2 separate regions of the Mus musculus genome follow, and region 1 is linked to region 2. Evidence: chromatin contacts called from public HiChIP or PLAC-seq data. All regions are on one chromosome and are shown on one strand. The core of a region is the stretch at or near the end of the contact, and the rest is flanking DNA. Distances in the headings are between cores, read along the strand shown.

Region 1 (3,753 bases), core at 1,253-3,752, 390 kb before region 2:
TTATTTGGGGACTGACACATTGCTGTGCTCAGCAAATTTTTAATAAATGAATGGCTCTGCAGATAAATGGAGAGAGGGAAAGGAAAAAGCAAATAGAGAGACATCTGAGTGGCTTCAGAGAGCAAATGACACTTAAAGCAGTTCTTGTGGGATTGTTTCAGGTTTGTGTGTTTACTGCATAGGTGTTCCAATCAGATACAAAAGAATGCACACACACATACACACACACACACACACACACACACACAGAGAGAGAGAGAGAGAGAGAGAGAGAGAGAGAGAGAGAGAGAGAGAGAAGTTTGTATTTGCCTTAGGTAAGTTAACATTAACTGCTGTTCTAACACCCAGCATCTTACTGGCATTACAGAATTGAAGTCCATTTGTGGCCAGTGTATCAATACAAGTATGTAGTATATAGTCTTTCAAAAAAGTGAGTTAGGAACTCAGATGCCTTCCATTTTATAGCTCCTTCAATCAATTGGAGCTCAGAGTCCTTCATTTTTACCCAGCAAAAGAAAAAAAGAGAGCTAAGAGGTATTGTTGGGCCCATGCTGACCATAGCCACACTTCTGCCATGTTGTGTTTGTAGTGCTTCATGTTCAGTTACACAATGACTTCTAAAAAGGCTGGAATAGATAACCTTTGATGTATACCCAGCACAAGAGGAAATGAATTTGGTGAATGTCCACCAACTCTGCTACATTTCTCAAAAGAGAAACTTGGCCATCCTTAGCTCTCTCATGTCAAAAGTCACATAGATTTGTTCTCTTTGTTACAGATGGAAATGGTCACAGAAAACCATAGTGAATCAACATGAGGAGACCAGTCTCAAAGGACAAAGTTTACCTAAGGTGTGTATATATATATAAAATTCCTGTACCCAAGGCTCAGAGATCATTGTGGAAAAGGAAGCAGAAAGAGTATAAGAGCCAGAAGAACAGTGGGTTTGCTGTGATATTATCTCCTAGGAATGTCAAAATCTACACCCATAAAACCTCACCAACATGATTTTGTAAACACGAGCCGAACAAAGATAATACTAGACAAGCTTATGGGCAGGGTCAGGGAGAAGCCCAAGAGGCTTCAACCCTACACCAAGAACTAAAGGTGCCTAAGAAATACTGAGAGCTAGAAAAATAGTCTTCCCAGGGCGAGCACACCAATTCATTACCAAATACTAAATGATCAGCCCTGACAGTGTACGTACAAGTAACTTTACACAGACTGCGAATTGTAGTTGTGCATAGTGTGGTGTGTGTGTGTGTGTGTGTGTGTGTGTGTGTGTGTGTGTGTGTGTGTGTGTTGCCCATGCACATATCTGTATGGAACCACAATTAATGAAAAAGAGGCCATGAGTTTGAAAGAGAGCAAGAAAGGATCTACGTGTAGGTTTGGATGTTGGAAGTTGAAGGGAGAAGTGATGTAACTATATTATAACCTCAAAAATAACCAAAGTAATAATTTTTCTTTTAAAGGAATTTAAAGTGAGTCTGAGATTGTGGGCAGCTATTGCAGCTAATAAGTGGTTTAGCTTTTCTCTTTCTCAGGCCTCTGTTTAACACAGATGTCCTTGCACGAAAGTTCGTGAATACTTTGAGACTGTCACCCCTACACTTTGCTGGTATGACTTGAGGGTTTCATTAATACTGACAATAGGCTGGATGTATAAACTAAAGCACTGCCAATGACCAAGGATGTCAGTAATTCTTGACTATAATGGGGTTCTTTCTAAAGTCCTATTTATATAGGCAGACATGAATGGTTATATTAATTGTTTATCAAAAATAACACCTATAGGTACATTTACTTTGTTATTTTAAATATATATATATATGTATATATATATATATATACATATATATATATATGTATATATATATATATATAAATGTATAGGATGGAGAGATGGCTCAGCACTTAAGGATACATACTGGTCTTGCAGAGGACTCAGCTTTGGTGGTTCCCAGCACCCATGCCAAGCAGCTCACAGTACCTGTGACTCAAGCTCCATCAGGACATGATGTCCCTGGCTTCCATGAACATCTGCACTCAGATACACAGACACATGCACACATATTCTTTTTAAAACAATAAAAATAAGCCTTCAAAAATAGATACATATTTATTTAAGTAATTCATATTTAAAGAGGACCACTGATTCCATTAGTAGCCTTAGAGTCCATTTAAGTACATTAATTAGTTAAACTAACCAAGCCCTATGAACAAAAACCTTGAAAGAAACAATATAAGGAAAGAAAAATCATTTTGCCTTATAATTTCAGAGGGCTCTATCATTCGTTGTGTGGCTCTGGGCACTTGGGCAGGAAACCACGGTGCAGGAAAGGATGGAGAAGCTGGGAAGCAGGAAGAACAGCTAAGCTGGCTGTGAGTTAGCTTCCTCTTTTTTACTCTGTTTTTTTTCTGTCCAAGAACCCAGAGCAGCAACAGGACTGATCTCATCCAGGGCAGATCTTCCTTCTCATTTCTCTGGAAATACCCTTGCAGACCCAAAAGAGGTTAGCTTTAGTCATTCTAGGCACCTCGCTAGCCAGCGGAGGTGACAACCACAGAGAAGACCTGGGAAAATAACAAAGTAGACAGTGATGCTATTTTCTGAACTTGCGATTCTCAGAAATTTAACTTTACTACATTGTAAATTTTGATCATCTGATACTGTGGGGCAAAGCCACCCTTGTAGCAACTTCTTGTCAAAGTGTAGAAAACCTCATTAATGTTCCCCTAACATACTACCTCCCTCATACTCAGGCCTGCGCTGCCAACTACCGTTACATCCACTGCAACCTGATCTTCTCTTCTAGAGCCACCATAAAGAAAGAACAAGTCGAGGAGGCAAAGAACAGACAATGATGACAAGAAGAAAATAATGTTTACCATTAATATGTGCTACTGAGGCTGCAGTGCGCATTCAACCTTACCGTGACTTGGTCTCTTTGATTACAAATTCTTCCTGGGCAGAGACTGTGTTATTCTTACCTATGCTGTGTGGTTGAGTGTGACTAGTGACAAGAACTCAGTCATGTGGCCCACAGAAAAAATAACAAGCAGAATGAAGGCAACAGGGTCTAGCATGCTGCATGCTGAAGTTAACATTGTAACCTGAACCATAGCAAAAAAAAAGAAAAAAAGAAAAAGCCAACTTCTCAAAGTTCCTATATTCTATATTTAATGTTGGAGTTCTCCAGATTATTAAGTTATTACTATTATTAAAAGTTAGCTCTACTTTTAATAAAATAAATTCATGATACTTAAATGTGGTTCTATAAAGATGCAGAGAAACATTTAAGTAATATACAATAAAATGTTTATTGTATTCTGTTGTGCTTTCAAAAGGTCTCTTATAATGAATACACACTCTATAATCATAGTTTTAAAGTGTCATTAAAATAGGTGGGAAATAAAGAGAAAGATGCATTTCACTACACCTCTTTCAGTGCACAGTTCTGATTTTTTTCCTACGTGTCTGAAGGAGAAACAGCCCCTGTAGAACCCAGCCCAAGATCTATCATCATCACCAGACCATCACTCATTGGATCAACAATGCCGGTATTTCTTTGGAAACTTCCCTCTCATAAGAATTCCACATGAACTGGGAATAAGATGTACATCCCAGAGCACAAGAGTGGAATTTAGATTAGCTGGCATTTCTCAGGTTAGTTGGTACAGCAAATAATAGAGCACAGCCCCATCTTTTGCAAAAGACTCTAAACTCTAAAGGACATTTCGTTGCTTTCT
Region 2 (3,693 bases), core at 648-3,147:
TTTAACGAATGTCTCCTGGTGTCCTCTTACCCTTTCCTGTCTCTCTTTCCCTCCCACCTGGCTTGCTGGCTGTCTTGCTCACCTGCTCACTTTTTCCCACCCTGTACACATTGAGGAGCATGGCATCGGGTGCTTTCTTCAGTAATGTACCGATAACCCTGCACTCTGCAGAGAGAAAGTACCAGGTTAGTGTTGAGTTATCCCTACTGTGCTGGCTTTCAGGATGACTAACATGCCATTGAACGTGGAATTAGGAGAAATTGAGAACATTTGGCCTCCTGAACCAGCACCAGGCAAGCCAGCTCCGACACACCATTACTTAGGAGACACCAATTCATTCTGCCAAATGGTGGCTTCGTATGGCTTCCTCTTTTCCTTTTCCATATAGGATAAAGTAGTACAACTTACCCTGGCTGCCTTCCTTCTCATGCCAGCTTCTCTCTCTCAAGCCCTTCGTCCCTTCACAGTATTCTGTCCCTTTCTGTTTCTTTCTTGGAGCTTTCTACCATGCATCCTTTACCCACGTTTGTAGATTTAAATGAAAGAGTTGCATTTGCTGCTGTTCTTATTCTGGGCAAGGTTCTGTCAAAACCCTGCTCGAATGGGGCTGCCCACGTGACCCTCACAAGGTAACCCTTTGAAGAGAGAAGCCACTTCGGGATTAGGCAACTCAGGGAATTTCTACAAAAGGTGTTTCTTAGAGGAAAGATCGAGACTAGATGCTTATCAGTGCTTGCTTTCACTTGAAGCAAACCCAACCAAGTGTCTGAACTCGGGTCCCTCGTGTGCCTTGAACTCAGCTGAGCATGCACAGGGAGGGCTGCATTGCTTTTTTGTGTGCCCCGTGCTCTTACCAACTGGGCCACTGGAAGCTGACGGGCAGGAGCCTTACTGGAGTGGTAAGGAAACGCTGAATTTTGCTCTCTGCCAATTAAAATAGAATTACATGTTTTGGTTACAAAAAAGGGGGGGGGGTGTTGTGAAATTGAACACATGCTAAAAGTCACAGGAAACGTAAAGACACCAGAAACTAATGAAACTATGAAAAGTTGTGGTTAAGGTTTTAATGTTACCAATACAAAAAACGATCCGGGTTAGCTTTGGAAAAAGTTTTTGCTTTTTTTCACACCACTCATGAGATGGCGTAAACCACCAAGATTCGCTCACGTCAGTCATGCATTTTGACAACTTTCCTTCCCCATTGACATCAAAAGCCACATGCAGAAAACTGGTACACGTTCCTAGCGAAGAAAGAGCAAACCTTATCCAAACTTGGGAGCTTGCACATCTGCCAGAGTGTCTCCGGGTGGTGGCCTTTTCAGTCCATGAAGCTATTAGAGTATCCATGGAAGCCTCAGTTTCACCTGACAGATGCTGGCTTTCAAATACCCATATAAATTTGCAGTGCCAGCCAGCCAGAGGTGGGCAGCCACCTGCTTTTCCTCGCCCTTTTACAGCATCTCATGTTAACTTGATGCTGCTGCTGCTAGTGACTCTTAAGTCTCCAGCAACAAAAGCCCCGATTAAGCAAATTCTTTTAACAGGATTTAGTGGTAAATTAGCAAAGTTGTGATTTATATCCAGATTAGATTAGTCTGGTTGTCCCAGCCTTCCTCTCACCTTCCTCATTTTACCCTAAAACATTTTTTTGTTGTTGTTGTTGTTGTTATTTTACTTGAGTTTTAATGGTCTGAATTTTCTCCTGACACCTTTTGGTTTCTCTTAACTTGAGTACGGCTTCTTCAACCTGGCGCTCTGACTGTGTTCTGCCGATCAAGAGTGGAAGAATATCATGCTCACTGCAGGGTATTTAGCCACATCCCTAGCCTCTACCCACCGGGTGCCAGTAGCATCCACCCCCAGTCATGACAGTCAAGAACAGTCTCCAAATAGTGCCAGACTCTTCCTACTCTACCCCCACGCCCTGGGAACCACTAAACCAGATAGAGATCAACCTGTGGCTGGCTGGGGGTTGGGGGGGTGGGACTTCCCCGGGGAACTAGAGTAGTGAAGCATTAAAGGAACTGGTTACCCATCAGTAGTTTGGTGAGGAGTGAAGTGAGGGACCAATACCTCTTAGCTGTGGGTAGCGAAGAGCTGCCCGGTGGTATTAATTCAGAAAGGGAACCATGTATTGCACATGTCAGAAAACCCAGGGCATGGGAGAAGTCACAAAAAAATAATAAATAAAACCAAGTGTACTCTATTGTCAACTCCCGTGGATTTATACACATGGGGAATTTATCCCAAGACTTGTGAAGCATAATTTCATTCAAACACTGTGAAGACTCCAAGGACCGGGCTTCCTAGATTCTTCATAAGGTCTCGGAAGTGAGCACCTCCCAAGGGCTCCAGACCTCATCTATTTACCACAGCTCTTGCGTTGGCTGCTGAGCAAGGCCGGAAGAGCAGGGGAGAGGCACACTCTGTCCTTGAGGCCCCCTAAGTGTGATGTGAGATTCATAAAACATACAAACTGCTTGCCAGGTGTCCTAGTGAAGGCATTGCTCATCAGCCCCTGCAGGAAGGAGCACTAAGGGGATGATGCCTGAGAGAGGAACATGGGACTGCAACACCTTTAAGTCTACACACGTCTCCTAATGGGTGCCACATATATTTTTCAGGATGAGCAAGTTTCGAGATACCCCTTTTCAAGGCAGAGAGACGAGACATGAGGCATACAAGGGCCACGTCTAGAGGAGCCAGAAACCTCAGATGCTCATATAATCTTAATTGGCATTACATCATTTCACAAATAATTGCTCAGTTTCAGGCTAGATCCTTTATGCAAAGGCCCAGCAGGGCCTGTGCACCTTTGTTAGCATGTGCTCTGTGGTCTTGTTAGCTCTCTAGGGTATTGAAGTTATCTTCTTAGGTCTTACCTCTTACAGTTTTTCCTTGACCTGGCCTATGTACATTTATACTAGGCTGTGGTGTCACAGTCTCAGACATCTGGCTACTTAGTGGGACAAGGTTTGCTTAATGGGATGATGTGCCCAAAGACTTTCTGTACCGCAGTCTCACCCCAGATTCCCATAGCTTCTCAGTTTGGAGGTCACTTCCCATAAAGGGATGGGTAACCTCATGTAGTGGTCATAAAGAAGTTGACAACACTAAAGGTTTCTGAGCTAAGATTTAAGTCAGACATGTAACACTCTAAGATGTTTTTTGGCCAGATTGACACACGCATCGCACTTCACTTTCGCTAGCCTTAGTTCTGAACATACAACATTCATGCTTCTCACTGTGTATGGGGGTCCATGTTGTCAGGCCACTTGCACCTAAGCTCAGATTCAACACTATTGTATGTTATGGATTATCTACACAGAGATTCCTGCCCCATAGAAACAGTGTGACCGAACTATAGAAGACTTTGACGTGAATCTTTCATCCTCAACATGTCTATCTTAGGATGTTTGTATACAGACACACACATACACATATATGCACATACACAAATATTAATATGTCTTTGGATTGAATTATATAAAGATGTTTGATCGTAAAAATTGTTCTTTGGGTTTCTTTTTTTTAAAAAAAAAAAAAGTTAAATAAATTTTGGGCTGGAATCATTAGGAAAGAATTTCCAGAAGTATTTGGAATGGCCCTTGACGTATAATTCCGTCATTTAGTATCATGGATTTATACAAAGCGACGTCCCAGCATTGACAATTTTTAAGTCAACATTGATTA

Evidence for each region. HiChIP or PLAC-seq counts read pairs in DNA pulled down with a chosen protein or histone mark.
Region 1: a BATF HiChIP or PLAC-seq map of CD8 T cells shows a contact between it and region 2, with 5 read pairs. The contact joins two enhancer-like sites. A contact is called at or near these places in 2 of 115 datasets of contacts at active chromatin or transcription factors (CD8 T cells and embryonic stem cells) and 1 of 9 other capture datasets (adipose tissue).

Annotation. Positions count from the first base shown.
Region 1 is chr13:102,093,035-102,096,787 of GRCm38.p6, reverse strand. No RefSeq gene overlaps it. Among named protein-coding and RNA genes, the nearest start is that of Gm41044, 81 kb to the right of the region's middle. Within about 2 kb of position 2,502, at least 26 of the 459 cell types and tissues checked have an H3K27ac peak or open chromatin away from gene starts, as enhancers often do. A contact at or near this core is called in CD8 T cells, where this site is marked.
Region 2 is chr13:101,704,870-101,708,562 of GRCm38.p6, reverse strand. The region is part of intron 4 of Pik3r1 (phosphoinositide-3-kinase regulatory subunit 1); the gene reads left to right. Among named protein-coding and RNA genes, the nearest start is that of Pik3r1, 62 kb to the left of the region's middle. Within about 2 kb of position 1,897, at least 42 of the 459 cell types and tissues checked have an H3K27ac peak or open chromatin away from gene starts, as enhancers often do. A contact at or near this core is called in CD8 T cells, where this site is marked.